2 separate regions of the Sus scrofa genome follow, and region 1 is linked to region 2. Evidence: chromatin contacts called from public HiChIP or PLAC-seq data. All regions are on one chromosome and are shown on one strand. Each heading gives the region's core, a stretch centred on a gene start, on an enhancer-like site or on the middle of the called end of the contact. The rest is flanking DNA. Distances are from core to core; before and after follow the strand shown.

The links. HiChIP or PLAC-seq counts read pairs in DNA pulled down with a chosen protein or histone mark.
Region 1: an H3K27ac HiChIP or PLAC-seq map of skeletal muscle shows a contact between it and region 2. The contact joins two enhancer-like sites. A contact is called at or near these places in 2 of 47 Hi-C or Micro-C datasets (fetal heart ventricle and skeletal muscle) and 1 of 2 datasets of contacts at active chromatin or transcription factors (skeletal muscle).

The regions. Positions count from the first base shown.
Region 1 is chr15:119,331,978-119,336,048 of Sscrofa11.1, forward strand. No RefSeq gene overlaps it. Among named protein-coding and RNA genes, the nearest start is that of TNP1, 300 kb to the left of the region's middle. Within about 2 kb of position 1,759, at least 3 of the 83 cell types and tissues checked have an H3K27ac peak or open chromatin away from gene starts, as enhancers often do.
Region 2 is chr15:119,063,769-119,068,120 of Sscrofa11.1, forward strand. No RefSeq gene overlaps it. Among named protein-coding and RNA genes, the nearest start is that of TNP1, 28 kb to the left of the region's middle. Within about 2 kb of position 2,098, at least 1 of the 83 cell types and tissues checked has an H3K27ac peak or open chromatin away from gene starts, as enhancers often do.

The DNA.
Region 1 (4,071 bases), core at 509-3,008, 270 kb after region 2:
AGGAAGCAAAAGGAGAAAATGTTTTCTCTTGTACCACAGTGTCATATTTCCTTCTGTTACAGAGACTCTAAGGCAAGCTGTCTTGCTAGCCTTTGTGCTTACTCTCCCAACATTCCTCTTCAATTTCATCTCATCATTATCAGTCAGCTATTGTGTGACAAAACCCAGTTGCTTGAATCCATAAAGATTAACCATGTATTCCAAGTCTATGGATTGGCTGGGCGGTTCTGCTGACCTGAGCCAGCTTAAGCCAAGTTTCTTCAGATTCATGGAGTTGTTACCAGCTTCAGATCACATTAGGATGGACTTGGATGGGAAAACTTAGCCTCACCCATGTGTCTCTCACATTCCTCCAACAGTTTAGCCAAGGAACAAGAATGTCAAGGAAGCAAATCCAAGTTTACAAGTGTTTGCAAGGCTCTGCTTGCTAACTCCCATTGACCAAAGCAAGTCACATGGCTAAGCCCAGAGAGAAGGAATAGGTTATAACATCTTACACACAATGGTCATGATGAAAAACTGGAGACATCAATGCAATCAATTAAGTATCCTAGTTCTGTAGAACTGGGAGATTTAAAAAATATCCACAGACTTACCTGTCACATCATTGAATGGGCCACAGTCCTAGCCTTGCCTTTCATGGTACTTGTTCATCTGGGTCAGTCATATATATATCAATGTCAGTGTTTTTTGTTTGTTTGTTTATTTGCCACACCTCTGGCATGTGAAAGTTTCTGGGCCAGGGATTGAACCTGCACCACAGCAGCAACCAGAGCCACCACAGTGAAAATGCCAGATCCTTAATGTGCTGTGCTACAAGGGAACTCTAATGTCAGTGTGTTTTTCTGAGACTCAAGTCAGCCTTGGTTTGTAGGAAGTGAGGAGGAGGGAAGTGGAGGTAACCCGTTTTTTAGTATTCCCTTGTGGATGTATGAGTATAAGAGTCTTGAACTGGTGTTAGCCCTGTGTAATCTTTCCTTCAACTACATGCCATATTTCAATCCAGAGGACTCATTTGTAGAAGAAGGGCTCTCTGCTTTTGACCAACAGAACGAGTCCTTCTAACTTACAGACTTTCTTCACTCAGCCTAGGGCTTTCCGCCTTGGTCCCCAATTTCCCAAAGTGGATAATAGAAAGAATTAACTCTCAGAGGGTGCTAGAGATATAGGTATATTTTTAGGGAACGGTAGGACATTAAGCTGAATATGGAGTACTGTGTCAAGTGTGAAACAGTGATGCACTTATGAGAATTTACCCTGCCAAATATTTCTCCAACTTATTTCTGCCCAGAAGGTGTGACCATGATAGAATAAATGCAATAAGAAAGGATTAGATTAGATTAGATGGTAAAATGATCTTGTGGTAAAAAGAGTATCAAGTGCAGAAATATATCCTGCTGGAATGTTGGAGGTCTCTCTTTGGATGATTTCGGGCCCTGAGTCCTAGCCCTTTGTCCAGCTTAGAATCAGCACAAGGGGTGGTTTAGACAAAGGGGGGCAGTGCTGCACAGATCTTGTGAATTGTATATACTGTGATTAATCTCTTCCACTTTCAACAGCTTCCACTTTCAACAGCTGCTTTTCTCACCAACCGCCACTCCTGACAATTCTTGGACTCTGTGATGGCCCCAGAGTGACTCTCCCTCCATCTCTCAGAGCATAGAAAGGGCCCAGGGTTCCCACCCTAGCCCTCAGGCCAACTGTGCAGCAGCTGAGATCCTTGTGTCCTCAGCCTGCCTTTGGAGTGAGGTCACAAGGTATTTCAGTCCTGTGACTGAGGTGTGAACCACAGCCAAAAGGGAGGAAGTGCTTCCAAAGCCTGGGTACCAAGGTGTGATAAGATTTCAAGGTTTCGCCAGTGTTTTTGTTTGCTTGTTTGTTTTTTGTTTTGTTTTCTATTTTTCTTTTTGTATCTATTTCTTTTGTGTGAAAAAATTTGTCCAATTACTTTCAGGAAGCCATTTCCTTTGGAAATTTTTAAAGTGTTTAACTTATTTTCAACTCAGAAATAAATGCACTGCAAAAATTTGCTGAGAGTCTAAGCATATCTTTTTCATCTTCTGGCACCATGGGCACTGGGAAATGCTTAAAAGCAGATTTTTTTTGTGTGTGGGGATTCCTCAATGTCCTGAGATATATATTCCACAATATTTACACCAAAATACTGCACTGTCATCCATAAACACGTAATTACTGAGCTTATTGTGAACTCCACTCTCTAGTAGAGTAGATACCATGAATGATACACAGGAGGTCAGTACATGGATTTCACCCTCAGAGAGTGTCAACTCTACTGAATATATCATTGTATTCAGATCATAGGATTCCAGAGCTGGAAGGGGCCTTGGAGCACTGGAAGCCCTTATTTTACATATGAGGAAACAGAGTCTCAGAAATTTCACTTAGCAATTCAGTTGTAGAGTCAGACCTGAAAGTCTCCTCACTCTCAGGACAAATGGTATGTCTGAGGGTACGGCTGTTGCACAGAAAGAAAACAGTATGAAAATTAATGCCATTTGCGGCAACATGGATGGAACTAGAGACTCTCATACTGAGTGAAATGAGTCAGAAAGACAAAGACAAATACCATATGATATCACTTATAATTGGAATCTAATATACAGCACAAATGAACATCCCCGCAGGAAAGAAAATCATGGACTTGGAGAATAGACTTGTGGCTGCCCGACGGGAGAGGGAGGGATCGGGAGCTTGGGGTTATCAGATACAACTTAGAATAGATTTACAAGGAGACCCTGGAGTTCCTGTCATGGCTCAGTGGTTAACGAATCTGACTAGGAACCATGAGGTTGCAGGTTCGATCCCTGGCCTTGCTCAGTGGGTTAAGGATCCGGCATTGCTGCGAGCTGTGGTGTAGTTTGCAGACGCGGCTGGGATCCTGAATTGCTGTGGCTCTGGCGTAGGCTGGCAGCTACAGCTCCAATTTGACCCCTAGCCTGGGAACCTCCATATACCATAGGAGCGGCCCAAGAAATGGCAAAAAATACAAAACAAACAAACAAAACACAAGGAGATCCTACTGAGTAGCATTGAGAACTATGTCTAGATACTCATATTGCAACAGAACAAAGGGTGGGGAAAAAAATGTATACATGTAAGAGTAACTTGATCCCCATGCTGTATAGTGGGAAAAAATAAAAATAAAATAAAATAAAATAATCTATCCCTGCTTTCTCCAAATTAAAATTCACTCTTCCCTTATTGTGGAGGACTCTAGCTATCTTGAAGAAAGTCACTGAGTGAAGTTAATTCAGACTAAGGAAGGGGTATATTTTCCACATGTTTCAAATAAGATTTAGTTTACATTTTTCATCATAGAGCTTGCATATACTGTCCCAACTTTTTTGAGGAATAATTGACAAATAAAATTGCATACATTAAAAAAAAAAAAAGAAAACAGTATGAATCTTAGCAGCAGGGGGAGTTGCCATGAAAGCCTTTTCCTAATCTCAAAAATCCTGGATCTATGCCAAGTCTTAACAGTGAGGAGAACTAATGCAATTATAGGGTGCAGGTATATCCTGGACACTTACATTTCTGTCTGCTCACACACCTCTGGAGAATGAGCCCTTCCACTCATTCTATTCCTCACCTCTCCAGATGATTTGCTAATCAAAGTGTTACCATGAAAGTATCATATGGATGTGACCAAACTTGGCCTCTATGCCAGGATGCTTGGCTTAGAGCTGGCCACCTGAACATAGCCTATTGGAACTGGAACTGAGCAGTCAATTTCTCTCTACCACACATAAAGCTCAGAGGTTGTTGGCTGGCAATCGTGTGAGTATGTGTGTATGTGTATTATTATTTATTTATCCTTTGGCTAGAAGAAAAGCAAAAATTGTCCATTGAGAGAGGAAAGAAGCAGATATTTAGAGAAAAACAAAAGTTAAGACAGGAAGACAAGCCTGTGTATTAAAGTCCTTACTTTCAATTGTTTCTAATGTCCAACCATGTTCCTCTTTGGGGGTTTTGATGAGACACCCGAGTGCATATATAGTAAATGGCCTTTTATGCTTAAGCTGGTGTGAGGGAGTTTCTACCACAAAT
Region 2 (4,352 bases), core at 848-3,347:
GCTCAAGTGCCTGGGATAGAGTTACGGTCAGTGACTACTGTCTCAGGCCCCATGTGCATGAGTTGAAAACCACAAAGTGTTTCTTCCTCTGCAGCCAGAGGTCTCAAAGAACTCATTCGTTATCCCCCATGTGGACCACGGGAGGGTCCCCACTTGAGGAGGTGCTGTTGGATGGGAGTCAGGTTGTAAGGGCCAGCCTGCTCTGATGGAAAAGGGAAGTCCAAGTCCAGGAGGCCTGAGCACTGCTCCGAACTCCACTGAGAATCAGCTGTACACAAGAGAAGTCAGACAGAGAAAGACAAGTATTGGATGCTATCACTTATGTGTAGAATCTAGAACAGTCAAGCCTGTGAGAAAGAGTAAAGTGGTAGGTTACCAGGGCATGGGGAGTAGGGGAGTAAGACCGATGGTATTTTAAGAGTACAAATCTGTAGTAGGAATAATAAGCGGTGAAGATCTAATGCGTAGTATAAAAATATAGTTAATGATACTGTACTATAATAATAATGTGATAAATATTGCTTCAGTGGCAATCCTACTACAATATGTAAATGTACCAAAATAAAAATAAGGATCAGCTAGCTGTGCAGCTCTGAGCAAGTCTCTCTTCCTCTAGGCATCCCAGCTTGTCCCACCCGCAGCACTGGGAGAGTATGGCTGGGGCCAGCTTCACGATTTATTAGTGACAGTCCAATGAGAGGAAGCACATGTGTCTGCAGGATTACTGCTGAACAGGAGGGATTACCACCAAGCACCTTTGTGTGGAGACCTGCAGAGCCGCAGATTCCAGTCCAGGCAGGGGTCCAGGGTGACTCTGCCCATCTCTCCCCTGTGGGAGCTGAAGCTCAGACCATCACCCACATTCTCCAAGTTCCCTTCCAGATTTTGTGGAAGAGGAACACAGGGAGCAGCATTAGAGAGAGAGAGGAGAATATGGGTTGATGGAGAGGAGCCAGGAGTCCTTTTCCTGGTGAGACTGTCATCTAAAAGCATGAACAGGGATGGGGTGTGGGGTGTCTGATGGCAAGGCCATTGCTCCTCAGGGAAATCGTGGGTTTGTGCAAGGCCTTGGTATGAGAGCAGGAGATCTCACTGGCAAACCAGAGGGCAGTTGGGTTGTCAGTTTTCCCCTCTGAGCTTCAGGTTGCAATATTACTGGGGTGGCAGATAGCTTTTTGTATAGCCTAGGTGGCTACTTTAGTGGCCAGGGCAGCATCCATCAACCCTATGGGGCAGATGATGGTGGACAATATTCTATTCTGATAGGGCACCAAAAGGAAGAGAGGCCTTGGGTGAAAGGTGGTGAGTTGAGATTTTAAAAAAATGAATCAAGCATCTTCATCAGCAGAACCAACCTTCTGCTCAGATCTGAAGTTCAGGGAGGATGGCAAAGAGAACGGCAAAGAGAGGTGGAAAGTGAGGGAAGAGCTGACAATTGATGACATCTTCAGACGTGTACCTAGGGGTTTGAATATGAGTGCTCGTGGCGTGGAAGCTGGCTGTTGAAGATGAAGTCCTCATCGTTGAATATAATTCCAGGTCAATGGAGAGAACCGAGTTGCCCCAGGAAACATGCAGATGAAGCTGGACATTCTTCTCCCTTTTAGGGACTCAGGAGCTCTAGTGCAGGAAGGGGCTTGCTTAAACACTGCATAGTCCGACCTCCTCACTCCACAGTTGGGGAAAGTGAGGCCCAGGGAGATGCTGCAGCTCATTGATAACACTTTTGTGTCTAGGCCACGTTTGACTGTGGGGTGAGAGATGGTCATCTGGCCCCCTCATTAGGGGCTTGCTTGGGTGGATCGTTGTTTCCTAGGAATGGTGAGGGAGATGAATCTGAGGGATGCCCACGGACTGTGGCCAAGCTGGGGCTGGATCCATAGCAGTGGTTCTCTCAGTGTTGTCCTCAGACCAGTAGCATCAATATCACTTGGAAGCTTGGTAGGCACATTTTCAGTCCCTCTCTGGCCGGCTCAATCAGGAACTCTGTGGGGGAGTTGTTGGGGGGCTCCAAGTGGCTGATATTCCCCAGAAATGGAGAGCCACTGGCCTATGGCCTTCAGCTGGGGCAAAGATTGAGGCCCAGCATCCCCAGCCTGACTGGAAACCCCTTGAGCCCCACATTGGAACCAAAAATGAGCTCTTAAGAGAACTCTCTCTGTTCTCCTTCACCCTTCCCAGCAGCTACAGTGTTCCCAGGTCTCCTTCCCACTGGGCACATCCCATAGTCACCCCTCTGGGCCTGCAGCCTTATCTGCTGGTCCCAGATAAAGAGTGAATTGACCTAATCAGTCTGACTCGACTGGCTGGCTCCAGGGAGGTCTGCTTGTGGTGCCACCTCCAGAAATGGAGCAGCTCACGTGGCTGCCCTCCTCCCTCCACCCTGTGCCCCCCCCCATTTCTCCTCCAGTCTTTGAGGCTTAGACCCTCCCTCCTTCCTAATCAGCCACCAGCAACTTTATTCCAAGGAAAGATAAGGGGGTGACTAGGGCTTCTGTAAAAATTACAGTGGCAAAATCCTCAATGTCAAGGGCAGTTTGTCTGGTGGGTGGCGGCTGGGGGAGAGAAAGACAATTTGCAGTGAAACTGTCTCAGCCTGCCCCACAACAAAACAACGTGTCTGCGTATCTCTCAACAGTATTGTGGGATAACTGACACTTTGAGTGACCGCTAATTCTCTGCCTTTATTAAGGATATGGACCATATTTGAAGCCATTTCTGGGCTTATTATTATGATACCAGGTTAAGTAAATTGATAGGGCAGGGTGTCCCCACATTATGTAGAGGTGGAATCAGGCTTGGAGACATTTATTGGCTTTCCCCTGGATGAATAAGTCCTTGGCTGGAGCAGGGACTCTGAGCCCCATTCCTGGTACTGTGGCAGGAACTGGAGTTGATGCCCATAAAGCCTCATCTGCGGGGAGGTCGGCCAATAGACCAGATGTGCCTCCCAGATGTTCCTCCCAGGCTCAGCCTGTGTGGCATGATGGCTTAACTAAAGGGATTTTTAATCCCAGGAAAATTGATTTTCATTTGGGGCTGGCTCAAAAGTGGGCAAAATCTGCTGTGAGGGAAACCAGGAAGCAGGGCCAAAAAAAAAAAAAAAAAAAAAAAGAAGAAGAAAGCAAAAGCAAAGAGGGGTTCCTGTGAGATCCTGATCAGCAGCTTGGGTGGGGGCGGGAGTTGTGGCTGGGAGCAGGGGAGGGCAGGGCCCTTGAGTTCCTGTGGAGGCTGACAGAGTGCTTGTCCGAGGTCCTAGCTCTGCTGCTGAGTGCAGTTTCTTCTTCCTGGGTCTGAGCGTCCCCTCCATCTGCCTCCCTGCTCCAGACCTGAAAGGTGGATGGACCCAGTGTGTGAGGAGGATACCTGCTCAACTGTCAAAGTCACAGCAAAGGCAGAGGATGGATGGTGGGAGATGAGTTTAGGAGGTGGCTGTCTGGTCAGAGGCATTCCCCAGAGCCCTGGGTGTGTGGTAAATGTGTGTTTCTGCATATCCACTGAGTCTTTTTTGTACAGAATCTCAATACGGCCCAGAGTGGTCTGTGGTTGAGACAAGGAGGGACCTGAAACCCATCCCTTCAGCTTCTCCAGTGGCTCTCTCAGTGACTTCTAAGCCACCTTGGAGGACCCCGGGGGTTCCATGGAACCCAGTTTAGGAACCCCTGATGAAGCCTAATTAATTTTGCACGTCATTAGGCAAACTCAGTGTGAGCTCCAACTGCTCCTCAGGAGTTCAGCCAATAACGAGGGCTTGAGGGGCCCATTTGTTTGCCCACCCAGGCCTGCTTCTCCATGGTCCAGGGGTCTGCTGGCCCTGCTATGACAAAGACAGAGGTGGGAGTGTCTTCCCAGAGCAGGGGAGCCGGGGTGGGGGGGGGGGAGTAAGTTTGGACAGTGTAGAGAAGCAGGTGCCTGGCCAGGCTCCTCTGACTTTGCCTGCTTGGATCTCCACAACCCAGGCTTTGAAGGGTAGTGTTCCACAGCTGCTTCCCAGAGCATCAGACCCATGGCTCTTCATCCGAGGACGTACCTTTTTGTTCCCCTTCCATCCATAATGCCAGTTTGGCAAAGACTGAAGTCTGTGATGTCCTCCTGGTAGGCTCAGTGCCCAAGAGCACAGCCAGGGTCCTGAGAATTCCTGCAGAAAGGAATCCCGTTCTTCCCTGCATTAACCATGTCTAAGATTTCTTGCAGCAGCACCTGATCAATAGTCCTAGGGGTTAGGTTCTGTGTCACGTTTGTCCCTATACTGAAATCAAGTGTGTTTACTCAAAGCATCTTCCAGCACTGGGGCTCTTTGCTGTGTATTGGGTCTCTCCCTTAATGGAATTCAATCTCCCAAGAGCAGGATA